2 separate regions of the Callithrix jacchus genome follow, and region 2 is linked to region 1. Evidence: chromatin contacts called from public Hi-C data. All regions are on one chromosome and are shown on one strand. Each heading gives the region's core, a stretch centred on a gene start, on an enhancer-like site or on the middle of the called end of the contact. The rest is flanking DNA. Distances are from core to core; before and after follow the strand shown.

Region 1 (6,715 bases), core at 968-3,467:
GAGGAAGATTGGGGGAAGCTGGGATTTATTAGTCACCCATGAACTCCAGAGTTCTGTGGGTACAAACTTTTATACAATGTAGACCTTGGCCTCAAGAAGTTTACAGTGTCATATCTCGTAAATGAGAGAAGTATTTAAACAAACTGGCAATCCATTTTGATAAATGCAATAGTAGAGATAAAATCTAGTGCTGCGTCTTGAAGTTTGTGAACATTTGCAGTTTTCCAAAGAAAGATGGTATGCGATAGTATTTGTAATCAGAAACCTGATTTTTTACTTTTTTGTCAACTTTTTAAATAAATTACTTATTTTTAATTGCAATTGATAAAATTTAGAACAGAGACCTTCAAAGAATTTAGGCATTGGTAAGAGAGAATTGTAAGGGAGGAGGTGAGAGTACTGGCTGCTCTGATGGACAAAGTCATATAGTACATTCTTTTTGTTTTCCCCAGACACATTTTCTCTCTCTTCCCTCATTCCAAACAAAGTCTGCAGATGGGTGTGAAATGGAAGCAAGGAAGAGAGGAACTGGAGGACAGCTGAGGACCACGGCGACACAGTGCTTTCATTTTGAATTAATTTTCCATGTCATGCTTTTTTTTTTTTTTTTTTTTTTAATAAATGGCAAAGCACCCAGCATTTGCCTCTACCAGGAAATACCCTATGCTGTTTTGCAAAATCTGTAAGGTAACTAACTATAAGACACCATTATGAATTATCATCACCACTCAATATTTATTAAGCATTCCCCTCTCCCCATTCCCATGGCTGGCATACAACAGCAAACACAACAGCCCTGCCTTAAAGCAGTGACATCTCAGAGGGAGACTCAATATCCTTATCAAAGACTGAGATAGGTTCTTGACTCTTAACTAATAAAATGAAATGGAATTTCTATGACTTACTCCCATCTAGAAGATCTTTGCAGATAATTATAGAACCTTTTCCAAAGTACTTATAGATTTTACGAACAGGAGAGGGGTAAAAACATTAGAATGACTCTATCATCTCCTGCATGCATATGTGTGAGTTGTGAGTGTGTGTGTGAGCAAGTGTGCATGTGTGTGAGAGCAAGTGAGGGTGTATGTGTCTGTGTGTGTGTGTTGGGGCAAGTGTTATGTGAAAGTAAATTTACTGGAAACCTTTTTAAGATAAAGTTTATTCTTACTTACCCTGTTCTATTTTAAATTTTCTTTGCATTCTTTCAAAAAGTAGCTCTAGTCAATATTATATTTACTTTATACATACAAACTCACTTAATCCTCACAACCACCCTTTCAGGTAGGTATGTTATTATATCATTTTACAGATAAAATAACTGAGGACAGTGGAATTATTATGATTATGTAATTTGAAAAGCCACCAAGCTAAGAAGTGAAAGACCTGGAATTCACACCCTGGCAATCAAGCCCTGATGTGTGAATTCATGTTCACCATGCCATACTAAACACTGAATGTATGTCTTCTTCCCTTTCATATGAACTATGTCAGGTCACGATGTAAGCATGACACAAAAATAGTTTTCTTTTGCTTGCTTGCCCTTTCACAGAGATTTCTTCCAAGTGCCTTTACAGCTTCCAAAAGCTGTTGCCTGTTCTTTGAGAAAGCTCTTCTCTCCTTAAGGAGGTGCTGCACATCGGATTGATTCTGGGCCATGCATCATGTCAGCTTGCAAAAGACAAAACCCTTTCTGTTTCTAACGAAATCTCTCATATTTTGAAATGAAAGCAAGAACTGCTCTGCTGAGGTGCCAAGGGAAACATACTTCTATTATGAAGTATTTCTAACAAAATGTTTTGGAGATTTTAAAGGGGCAGCTTTCTAAATAGCCAAGGCATCTGCAAACAACCAGACATGCAGGCCTGCTTTTCAGCCCAAACATTGTTCCTGGGTTGTACCATTTTTTTTCCTGAAAACCAGCACAGCTGTTGCAATGTCCTTTTATCAATTGTCCAATGATCCCAACAAATTTTTTCCAAGTGTGCACAATCAAAATGATATTACAGGTCTTTGATTTTGAAATATATGCACTGTTAATATAATTTTGGCTTTCTTTAGCAGAATTTCAAAGGGGAATCAAAGGTTTATGTTTATAAAGTTTATAATCATTCCACAAAGTTCAAGATATTTGGCAGTGCTTGGAAACTTAAAAACAGTAATAAAAGGTTACTGCGAGGAATTCAAAGCTGCCTTGTATGGTAATGCTGATTCAAGCCACCACATACTGCAGCATTACAAGTCAAGCTGTGATTTTGGGGTTGGATCAGAACTATGTTTTTAAATGGCTTACCCATTAACAACAAAGAAAAGACTTTGGAAAATTAACAATTACTATCTCAGCTTTGGAAACACATTAGGAGAATGTGGGAAGAGAAAATCATGCATTCTTGGCCTGATTTACTAAGTATTTATCAGCCTCCTTGACTGTTCTCAAGTACCAACCTTGCCTTGCAAGTGTAAACTGTACACTTTTGCCAACCTGGAATGCACACTGTGTCCCTGCCCAGCTCCATTCCAGCTCACTCTGCATCTGTGCTTGCTCAACCCTTGGTAACCCAAGCTCTTGATTTGTTGGCAGCTTGTAAAAGGGGTTTCCTTATGAGTCACAGTGTGCAGGGAGGCTGAGTGATATACCCTATCCTGTGCTATAATCTGTCTGGAATGTATTTGAAATAAAACTAAACCTAGAGTTTAGTTCAACATCTGATTTCAAACACATTCTTGACAAATTGGAGAGCAATATGGAAAAAATCGCAGTATCTCTCCTACTACGGAAAAGTTTACTCCCCTACAATTGTCTCCGAAGGGACAGGAACTAAGCTGCACTCCTTCAGGCTCTGAGGTCTCTGATTAGGAAAGAGTCCACATCTTGACCCTTTTAGATGACCCTGCTTTCCTGTTATGATAGTAAAGTAGCTGGTCCTCTGGTGACTGAAACTGGGAAAATATGAAGTTGAGAATGCACAGGTGTCATAGGCTAAGGCTTTTCTCAATGCTGTTTAACAAACGTAAGCCTCTGACAGATCACATCTTTAACTGCAAGAAGGTAAAGAATATTTCAAGATAAGCTGTGCCTATAAAAGTCATAGATGATGTAAGAACACTTTATCACTATATATTCACCTGTTTACAGTAAGTTGAAGAAAATGGGTTTTCTTATTAAATGCAGTAATATGCATTTATCAAGAAAAATGAATTAGGACTAGCTATCAAGTTCTAAACTGAATTGCAAAGAAACTAGATACACTGTACTAACCAGATATTTTTTCTTTTTAAATATCATTAGATACCCAAATATCTGAAATGAAAAAAAGATTAGTGATCACATACTGAATGAACAGAAAAACCAGAAAATCTGTGGCGAGAAACTTCAAATTATTCTATAAGCAAAATGTATCAAACTCACATATTCTTCCACATTACAAAATTAGTTATGCTTCAGAAATGTAAAATACATATGGACCAGAAAGCTTAATCTGGTTACTAAGCAATAAAGTGATCATATCTCCTTAATTCATGAATCTTATAAAGTAAATGAAATGGAAATATGTCTGTTACCTACCGCTTTTGACTAATATTCTAATAAAATAATCAAGTTATTTCCTTCATATAATTTGTGAAAACATATTTCTAAATACAGATGAGTTGTATGAGAAAAAGGGAATGAAAAACAAAAATTTCTATTTGGTTTTGGGCTTGATACAAAAATTCCTTCAGAACAAATAATCTAATATGGTCATTAGGTATAGCCGATATTAACAAATCCACCAGATAAAATCAGTATGTAGAAAATGTCAAGTCTGTGTTTATTCAGTTATTCAACAGTCAACACTCAGAGCTTACCAAATACCATGATGTTTACAAGGCATATAAGAAGCTCACCAAGTGAGGACCGAGGCAGAGGTGCAAACAAGTAATTGTCATGGATGTGGTCTGAATGTGTGTGTGCCCTCAAAATGCACACCCCTAAGGTGATGGTAATTAGAAGGTGGGCCTTTGGGAAGTGATTAGGTCATGGTGGAGGATGAGGGGACCCTCAGGGATAGCATTAGTGCCCTCATAAAGGAAGTCTGAGAGAGACCCCTGCTCCTTCCACGCTGTGAGGTTAGAGTTGAGAAGATGACTACCTATAAGGAAGTGGGCCCTTACCAGGTAGTGAATCTGTCAGAGCCTTGGTCTTGGACTTTCCTGATTCTAGAACTAGGAGAAATAAATTTCTGTTGTCCATAAGCCACCCAGTTTATGGTATTTTGTTATAGCAGCTATAACAGACTAGGACCATCATATGCAATAAGTCATCAATAGAGGAACACAAATAGGGAGGAGAGAAGAAAAGAGCAGAGAAGACTTGGGAGAGCAGGGCCACCTGTGAACTGGTTCTTAAGAGAATAAGTGACTCAGGAGGAGAAGGGTGGAAGGTGGGATAGCAGAGGGCATTCCAAACATAGTCTCACAACAGTCTTGTAGACAGAAGGCATTATGCAGTAAGAAGACATGAGAATCAGGTAGAAATAATAGTTCTGACCAATGATAGGTATTGGCAGGAAAAGTAATCGACTTTGGGTTGATGAAGAATGGAGGTGGGGTGTATCACCTAAGTCTAGCTGAAGAGTATGGCTATCCAGTGACAGTTTCCCAAAGGTGTTTTATAAAATACTAACTCCATAAACCACTTATTTATTGGGTTATTTATGGGGATTAGCAAACAAAAGTTTTCTTTTTTTAAGAAAGTGTGAGAAACGCTCAATTTTTTTCTTTGAAACCTCTCATAGTCTTCAATGGGCTAATGTATATGGTTCTACAAGATCTCTTAAGAGAAAATTCCCAACACTTATTTCACCAAATATCCCTTTAGCTGCATGGATATTTTGTAAAGCTAGTGTTCCATATAAGATAGTTTGGAAACGCTACTATAAGGAATTGAGTAGAACTGAAAGTCTTAATTAATAAAGGTGTGGAAAATTCATGCCCAAATTTGTATTTCAAAAATGCAAATTTGGCAAGTATGTGGAGGAAAAGTTTGTAAGTGAGACACAGTTGTGAAACTAGTGCCTGGGCAAAGCCCAAAGGAATAAAGGATAATGTCTGAATTTGGTAGAATTTCAGAGTTAAACACCCAGGTGTTCACAGCAAGTGAAGAAGTAAATGAGAGGGGAAAAGTTCAACATATTACTTCAAGTGATCAAAGGTGACATAATCAGTAATGAGACAAACTGACATCATAAGCCACTTGATGTGACACACTGAGAAGGACACTACATTACTTCTGCTACATTCCTGACAACAATGCATAAGCTGAAACCAGTCTTGAAAATCATTCTATAAAATCAATGGACTATATTGTTAAAAAAAATGTTATAAAATACAAAGAAAGGTCAAAGAACCACCCCAGATCAAGGAATACCAAAGAGATTTGAAAAGTGCAACTGTGATTCTTCATTGCCTTGTAGACCTGTAAAATATACGCTATAAAAGACGTCAGAGACAATTAGAATAAACTGAATAAATCTTCTGAATTAGATAATAGTATAATATCAATTTTTATGGTTTTGAAAATGTTACTGTGATTTCATAGGAAAATGTTTTTATTCTTGGAAAGCAATGCAATATTTAAGGAAAAAGCATGTGCTTTGTAACTTACTTTCAAACAAAGCCAAACTAAATACATAAATATTATATATTAAAAATATATATAATTGGTTGGTCTTGGTTGGTATCTATGTGTGTGTGTATATGTACATATATATGCTACATATATACATATATATGTATGTATGTGTGTATATATATATATAGAGAGAGAGAGAGAATCCTAAAGCAAAGCAAATATGAGAAAATGTTAAAATTTGGCAATCAATTTGGGTGAAGGGCATATGCAAAAATATTAGCACGTTTTGCAAATTTTCTGTAAGTTTGGAATTATTCGAAAATGATATGTTAAAAAATAACTTAGCAACCCCATTTTCAATTTATCTTAGCAAGCAAAGCCAACAGGTACAAAATATGAGTCAATGACAATTCCGCAGTTTCTAGTTTCTGTAATGGATGAGCACATGGAGAGCACAGGCTAGGGAGGAACAGGATTTGAAAGAGGAAGATGGTGAGTTCTTTTTGGGAAATGTTTCTTCAAAATGCCAATATCATCTCCAGGGAGACATTCCTGGTAAGACACGCCTGGAATTCTTGAAATAATGAGGACTGGAGTTTGAGATTTTGAAGACATCCCTGAGATATTCTCTGTTCAAGAATTCAGTTTCTTCCTGGTTCAATCTTGGGATGTTGTGTATTTCCAGGAATTTATCAATTTATTTTAGGTTTTCTAGCTTGAGTGCATAAATGTGTTGATAGTAGTTTCTGATAGTTTTTGTATGTCTGTGGAGTTGGTGGTAATGTTCCCTTTGTCATTTCTGATTGCGTTTATTTGGAACTTCTCTCTTTTTTAATTAGCCTAGCTAGTCATCTATCATTAATTCTTTCAAAGATTCAACTTCCAGATTCATTGGTCTTTCGTATGGTTTTTTGCATCTCAACTTTCTTGAGTTCAGCTCCGATTTTGGTTATTTCTTATCTTCTGCTAGCTGGGGGGTTGGTTTTTGATGTTAAGTTCTTAACCTGAGATCTTTCTTTTTGCTGTGGGCATTTAGTGCTATAAACTTCCCTCTTAACACTGCTTTAGCTATGTCCCAGAGATTCTGATATGGTGTATCTTTGCTTT
Region 2 (6,822 bases), core at 2,983-5,482, 550 kb after region 1:
GCCTCTTCCTTATAACCCCAAAACAGCTGCCAAAATTATATATCTGATCACTTCACTTTCCTGCTTAAAAACCTATGTCCATTCCTAGATGTTCCCAGCACAGATCTTTTGTTGTTTTGTTTCGTTTATATTTTTTTTTTAGAAAAAAAAATTTAAACTGAATAAAAAGATATAAAGTGAACAGGAAATATCATCTGACGACTTTCTGTCACCTTCCATCCTCACTGCTCATGAGTAGCCAATATGAACACGCTCTTCCAGAAATGTTCCACTCTGCATCGGGGGAACTAAACCAGACACTTTAGTACATCCTTCAATAGCCTTTGTCTTATTGACCAAACTGTGACTCAGCACACCCTTCCCCAGTCAAGAAGATTGTTATTCTACCTCTGTGACTTTGAACTCTCAACAGAAATATCCCCCTTTGGGATAAAAGCCATATAAACAGGGCTACCCCAAGCTAGCCCCCTCCCCCACGGACTTATAATTTGGTGTTCCTTCAAACCAGTATCCTTTACATCTGTTTTGCTCAACTTTTATTCAAATGGAGAGGAGATTAAAATGATTTTCTCTTAAAAGAAAAAAAAAATTTTTAATGATTTTCTTTTAAAGAAACAGATTCACTGGTTTCTATTTGCCAAAGCAGGGTAAATATATTTTTTAATCAACAGAATAGTATGCTTTTCTAAAATTCTCATTCTCTTTTTCAATGGAAATTTGCAATGAAAGTTTCCAGATGCTTGGAAGTTGTAAAAAGTTTTAAACTTAGGTAATAAAAACAAATCACCCATTTCTGATAAGCAGCACTCTGTGAGAGATTATTTCAGAATCTAGGCTGACTGACAACTTTTAGGAGGCTGAACTGTACTTAAGTGTGGCAAACACACATCACAGAGATGGGTTGTTTACTGTAGCAAGTTACTTGCCTTCGGTCCAACTGTCCTTTTGGCAGAAGCACACCAATCTAATTTTGCCTGTTACATAAAGAGCCACATGTGGAAACCTGAATCGCCTGACATCATATTACTGACTTAATCCAGTCATAATTCAGCACCCAGAGAACGCCTGGCAGGCCCACCCACCCCCCACTCTCACTCTGGATATATTCATGATAGCACAGAGGTTAGCTGGACTAGGGCAGACTCATTTCCACCACTTATCAGTAATGTGGTTTTAGACCAATTGCTTAACCCTTCTAAGCTTCTGTTTCTGAATAAAGTAAAAATACTAACAGTGGTTCCCTCATTAGATTGTGTAAAGATTGAATGAAACAATGCATGCATAGCTCTCAAAGTATGGCAGTCATTATTGCTGGAGACCTTGACTTTCCTTTTTTAATTTTTATTCAAGACTCTGAGTAAAATTACCTCCAAAGAAGTCCAAAGTTTGGCACAGTTCAGAAAAGTCTGAAGGTAAAAGTCATGAAAATAGACATTGATTTTCTTTGTCCTTTTTGGTAGTATCAACCTGATATAGACTGGAGCAGGATCCTGATCCAGTCTGACTTTACCACCTGTGTGACCTTCACATCACTTAATCTTTTTAAGTTGTGCTTTCCTTGTCTAGAAAAAATTAAGATTACACCTCACAGCATTGATTATCAATATTAAATTGTGTAAGATTTTATACAAGTACAAGGTGTTATTATGGTTCATCAGAATGTATTTTTTTTTACTTTAAAAGTCTCCATAGAACTCATCTGATTCATAAAATTCCCTCTAACCAACCCCAGCACTTCATTTGCTCCCACATAATTGCTGGAGTTGTTTACACAAATTCGTACTCAGAATCAAAGAGCTCAAGGTTGGAGAAGGCAGTGAATCCGGCCGCAGGCCTCTGCTTAACATTGTGGATGCTGGTTGCTAGCTGACCCTTAAGCAATTCTACCTCCTCTTTGGAGTTCAAAGTTTGGGAGTAAAATCACTACCCCTTCTCAAAGATAAACACAAAGGGAGCTCCGAGGTGGTGTCCGGTGCTAACGTGAGACAGGTTGAGTGTGAATCTCATCAGAGCAGTGTTTTTCCAACATAATAAACTGCTCTTTGTTCAAATCAGAAACTGATTTCACTCGATTTTCCCAAATCGGCCCTGCCAGGTTTCCTTGATTTAATTGTATATTTTTTCTCTGTTGACAATGGAAAGCAGAAGAAAATAGTCTCACTGAGGAAATGAAATATTACCAAGAAAAACAGGCATTCTCACACTATATGAGGTGGTTTTTTTTTTTCTTCACATTCAATTTTTATAAGAAAAAAGGTCTCTACCCTTTGAAACAACAGCATTATTGCAGTGACTATTAGGTCATATCTACATGGCCCAAAAGAAAATGTTGGAAAGAAAATTAACTAGTTCATAAGGGTACAGGCAACATTATTTTTAAAAGGAAATGGTTCTTCATACATAGAAAGAATAATAAATGGGAGCAAAAGAAATGTGAGTTAGGCAATTATTTAAATAATTCTAATTTTAAAACTCTGTGGAGTTCAGGTAAAATCATTTAGAGGGAACACAATTAACCAAATCATTATGGAAATTCTTCACTTTTTTTAGCTAAAATTGCTCTTTCTTGCTTTAATACCAGAGAAGACCTGAATCCTGGTTGACTGGCAGTGAGGAGTTGTATTTAAAGAACAAAGGTTTGAGGCAAGTTAGGACCAGGTTCCTGCCTCAACTCTGTCATCTACTCATCATTTGCCCATCAGCAAATTTCCTTTTTCATTTATTTGATTTAAAAATACTGTTGGGAGCCTTCTACAAGATAGGTGCTATTGTAAAGAAAGAAGATACAGTAGGCAATATACTAACCAAGACTGTTGCTCCCCAGGGGCATTTATTCCAAAGCAGGGAAAAAGAAAGACAGACAAAAGGCAGGGAGAGGGAAGAAAAAAGGGAGAAAAGGAGAAAGGGAAAAAAAGCAGAAAAAAGAGAAAGATGACAGATAAACAATAAAACTATCAACATTTGGTGGTATGAAGCCATGGAACCTGGAGGCTATCTAGGGATAGATGCCAGAAAGAGCCAAGGATACAGCCTTAGGGCACTACAGTGTGTAGAAGTCAGAAAGGTGAGACTGAAGAGCCCATAAAATGCTAGGTTATCACTCTGTCCCCCAGGCTGGAATGCAATGGCTCCATCATGGCTCACTGCAGCCTCCACCTCTTGCGTTCAAGCAGTTCTCCTGCCTCAGCCTCCCAAGTAGCTGGGATTACAGGTACACACCACCACGCCCAGCTAAATTTTTTTTTTTTTTTTGGAGATTGAGTCATACTCTATTGCCCAGACTAGGCTCACTGCAACCTCCGCCTCTCTGGTTCAAGCGATTCTTGTGCCTCAGCCACCTGAGTGGCTGGGATTACAGATGCGTGCTACCACCCCCAGCTAATTTTTGTATTTTTACTAGAGATCGTGTTTTGCCATGTTGGCCAGGTTGGTCTTGAACTCCTGGCTTCAAGTGATCTTCCCACCTTAACCTTCCAAAGTGCTAGGATTACAGGCGTGAGCCACTGCACCTGACTGATTTTTCTAAAATTATGTACATTTTGCTTCTAGCCTATTAAAGATACCAACAAATGTTTTTTTCTTCATTTTTTAAAAAATTATCTCCCTCCTCACCAACTCCCACGATGTAAATATAATTAATCTCTGGTTCTAAAAAAAAGACAACTGAGCCACTGTATACCAAAGGAATAAAAAACTAACACTTCCTTTGCTCAATTTATCTAGGCCCGCTCTGAATGTATTGAGTGAGCAAAGATCATACAATATCAAATCATTATAGATCACAACTAGCAATCCCAAATGACAAGTCCTCTGTTCTTCGGAATTTCATTTCATTCAAATTGTTCTAAAGTTTGCATCCTAAATTATACAAATTTTATCCACTACTGTCTTCTATTTTAAAGAGGGAAAATTTTGCAATCTTTATTTACCTGTCCCCTTTAAACATCCAGTGCTAACACTTGGACGAAAGCATTTATCATTATCATAATTAGAGACAGTCCCTAAAAGCAAAAAAAGCAATAACCCACAATTAATCTAGAGTGTGTATATCAGAATTAGGTTCAGAAAATCCCAAAACAACTGTACCTTACAGGAGATGAGATTTTTTCTCTTACACAAAACAGGTTGGAGGATGGGCAGTTGGGGGCTGGTATAGAGGCTGCAAGATGTTGGCAGGGACCCAGGCTCCCATCCTTCTACTCCACCATGCCAAGGCATGCCTTCTATCCTCAAGGTCACCTTGTGGTCCAGATGGCTTCCTGCCCCTCAAGAAGGAGGGGGAAAGCCTGAGTCAACACACTTTATGAACCTTCCTTATAATAGAAGGGGTTGAGGAAGGTTGTGTGGTGAAAGAAGATGCTTCTGAATTGGGCCCAGAGAGATAGGTAAGAAAAGGACATTCTCCACAGAGTGGATCATATTGGCAAAGAAGTCAGAAAAGTACAAGCATGGTTAAGGAACAAGATATATTAATTTGAATATAATAATATTTCGGAAAAATAGTAATGTGTCTGTTGATGAAGAGCCTTGGTGTACAATTGACTATAAGCCTCCCCACTCCCCACCTATAAGAGAATGATTCTCTTATTTCCTCATGATCTGGGGAAGCAGGTTTGGAAATTCAGGGATAGGGTCGAGTAATAGGAAAATATAATCAGAATAAAAGAAGATGAGTTTTTTGTTATTTTGGGCTGCCAGCCCCTGAGCTCTGGCGGCGCCAACACACCCCTTTCCGGGAGCAAGTCCACCCAGAACACTTCATGCCCATGGACGTGCTGCAATACTGTGCATTTAGTTCTCTCTCCTGGAGGAACACAGCCCACGGGCTGGCGCACAGTAAGCACTACAGAGATATTGCGGATCGAGACTATAAAAACTAGGGTGCAAGCTCCGGGAGTGTAGAGAGCACCCGAATCAAGACGCCCCTTTAATAACACTCTAAGGTGTTAGGAAATGGGGAAAAAGGAGAGGCTTTCAAAACAGAGGGGCAACAAAATCAGAACTATTATTTGGAATAATAACTCTAACAGCAATAATTGGAAGAGGAAATATCTTAAAAGGTCAACTAGGAGACTATTTCAATCACACAGGAGCGTCTAGATAACTAAAACAGAAACAACAGTTGTATTGAAGGAGATTGGCAAGAGGTCAGCATCCCATAATCACGTTGCACTATTGCTTTGTTTGATTGTATTTGATGGCATGATTGTTTACAACCCTCAACTTTCTTCCCAGCTTTATCATCAGTGTTACTTTAGAATAATGAAGCCTGTTCTATCCATTAACTCCACTAACATTTGATCTCCCTATAGGTTGAGGTTAAAAATTAATTACTCTTCCAACATATTGATTACATGACTATAAATACAAAAACAGAACTACAAAGCAACTAAGGGACCTTTTGTTTAAATAGCATGTTTGCTCTTTTTAAAGGAGGTAATTGATGGCAAAGGACTTTGGAACGGGAGGAACATGCTAGAAAAGCAACCCTTGAGTGCCATCTAGTGTTGACAACACATTTAAATGTAGTGTATCAAAGAAGGGTCTGGTTTCTTACACTGCAGTGACTTATTGTTGAAAGTAGGCAATGTTTGAATAGTAAAAACTAAACTTACACTGCTTTTGTTGTTTGCCACCCGGGTATTAACATGAATCTTCATTTTTGAACTACAGTGGGAGGAAGGCTTCATTTCAGCTTCTAGATCAAGGTGCGTTCACAGAATTGGAGGGCATTGAGTTCAGCTTTGCCTCATCCTTCATACAACTCTTTCTTTTTGTCATCCCAGGAAAAGGTTAGCCCTAAGGAAAAGCTAGCTTGTAACTCGTCCTTTTCCTCCCTTTTAATGGTTAGTTTCAGATTATTTCACCTAATTAAATATGAACTCATAATATTTCATGAATTAAAAGATGGAGAACATGGAAGAGGTTAAGAACTGGTGTTGAAATCTCCTGCCATGGAAATTCATTGTTACTGAGGTGGCTCATATATCAGAGCACTGCCTTCTGCGGACATTAAAATTCACTTTGTTTCGTGTCCCTAATACCGCCCAGCCCTTGGTAAGCACGAAACTGACATTATATTAGGCGATTCACGCTGACCTAGTAACTCAAAGCAATAATCACTGGTAACTTAAAGTGACTACACTCCAAAAGAAATAGAGCCTAAGGTCACAGTTATAAATCTTACAACAGGAAGGCCAAAGATTATAATCTTTATGCCAAGTGCTGCAGATTCCTTTCTGCTGAGGAGAGTCATATTTCAAAGACTTTACTAATCTGAAACCTATAGGTGGTTGTGACAATAGCAGATATTGCTTATGTGACATCAAACCCTCATTTAAAGGAACACTGGGTTAAATCAGTAGAAAGGGGCAATTACATTTATTATATCTGCAGCCAAGACTGTATACTTTTACCTTCACACTATACTGAAATGCAATATTATAACTGTTAGTGAACTAAAAGGCTAACATAGCAGAAAAGTATAGTTAACTAAGGAAGTGTGTGATCCTGTAACCGTGTGTATTTGCATAATTTGCAAGCAGTCTCTGAGTTTGCTATGATGATGGGTAAACAGAGGTTATTTGTTCAGTTGGAACTTTGTACTGTTGAGACCAAAGTCAAAGGTTTGGTCCCTAATCAGGACAGACAGCTTCACTGTTAGGTGCCTGAAAGCACTTTATCATTTTGCTTCCTCAATATCGAGGGGCTTTAGGAAGAGTGAACATTGGCCACTGCTAAAGAAAAACATTTTTAAAATGTTATTTGACTTTTTTTTAACATAAGGAATGTGTGCCTTCTATGTGCAAAATAAGATGTGAT

Evidence for each region. Hi-C and Micro-C count contacts between places; a contact is called where the count stands out from the background.
Region 2: a Hi-C map of skeletal muscle shows a contact between it and region 1, with 5 times the contacts expected there. The contact joins two enhancer-like sites. A contact is called at or near these places in 2 of 3 Hi-C or Micro-C datasets (both in skeletal muscle).

The regions. Positions count from the first base shown.
Region 1 is chr11:86,839,739-86,846,453 of calJac240_pri, forward strand. No RefSeq gene overlaps it. Among named protein-coding and RNA genes, the nearest start is that of TES, 68 kb to the left of the region's middle. Within about 2 kb of position 2,218, at least 3 of the 16 cell types and tissues checked have an H3K27ac peak or open chromatin away from gene starts, as enhancers often do. A contact at or near this core is called in skeletal muscle, where this site is marked.
Region 2 is chr11:87,382,944-87,389,765 of calJac240_pri, forward strand. No RefSeq gene overlaps it. Among named protein-coding and RNA genes, the nearest start is that of CAPZA2, 55 kb to the right of the region's middle. Within about 2 kb of position 4,233, at least 6 of the 16 cell types and tissues checked have an H3K27ac peak or open chromatin away from gene starts, as enhancers often do. A contact at or near this core is called in skeletal muscle, where this site is marked.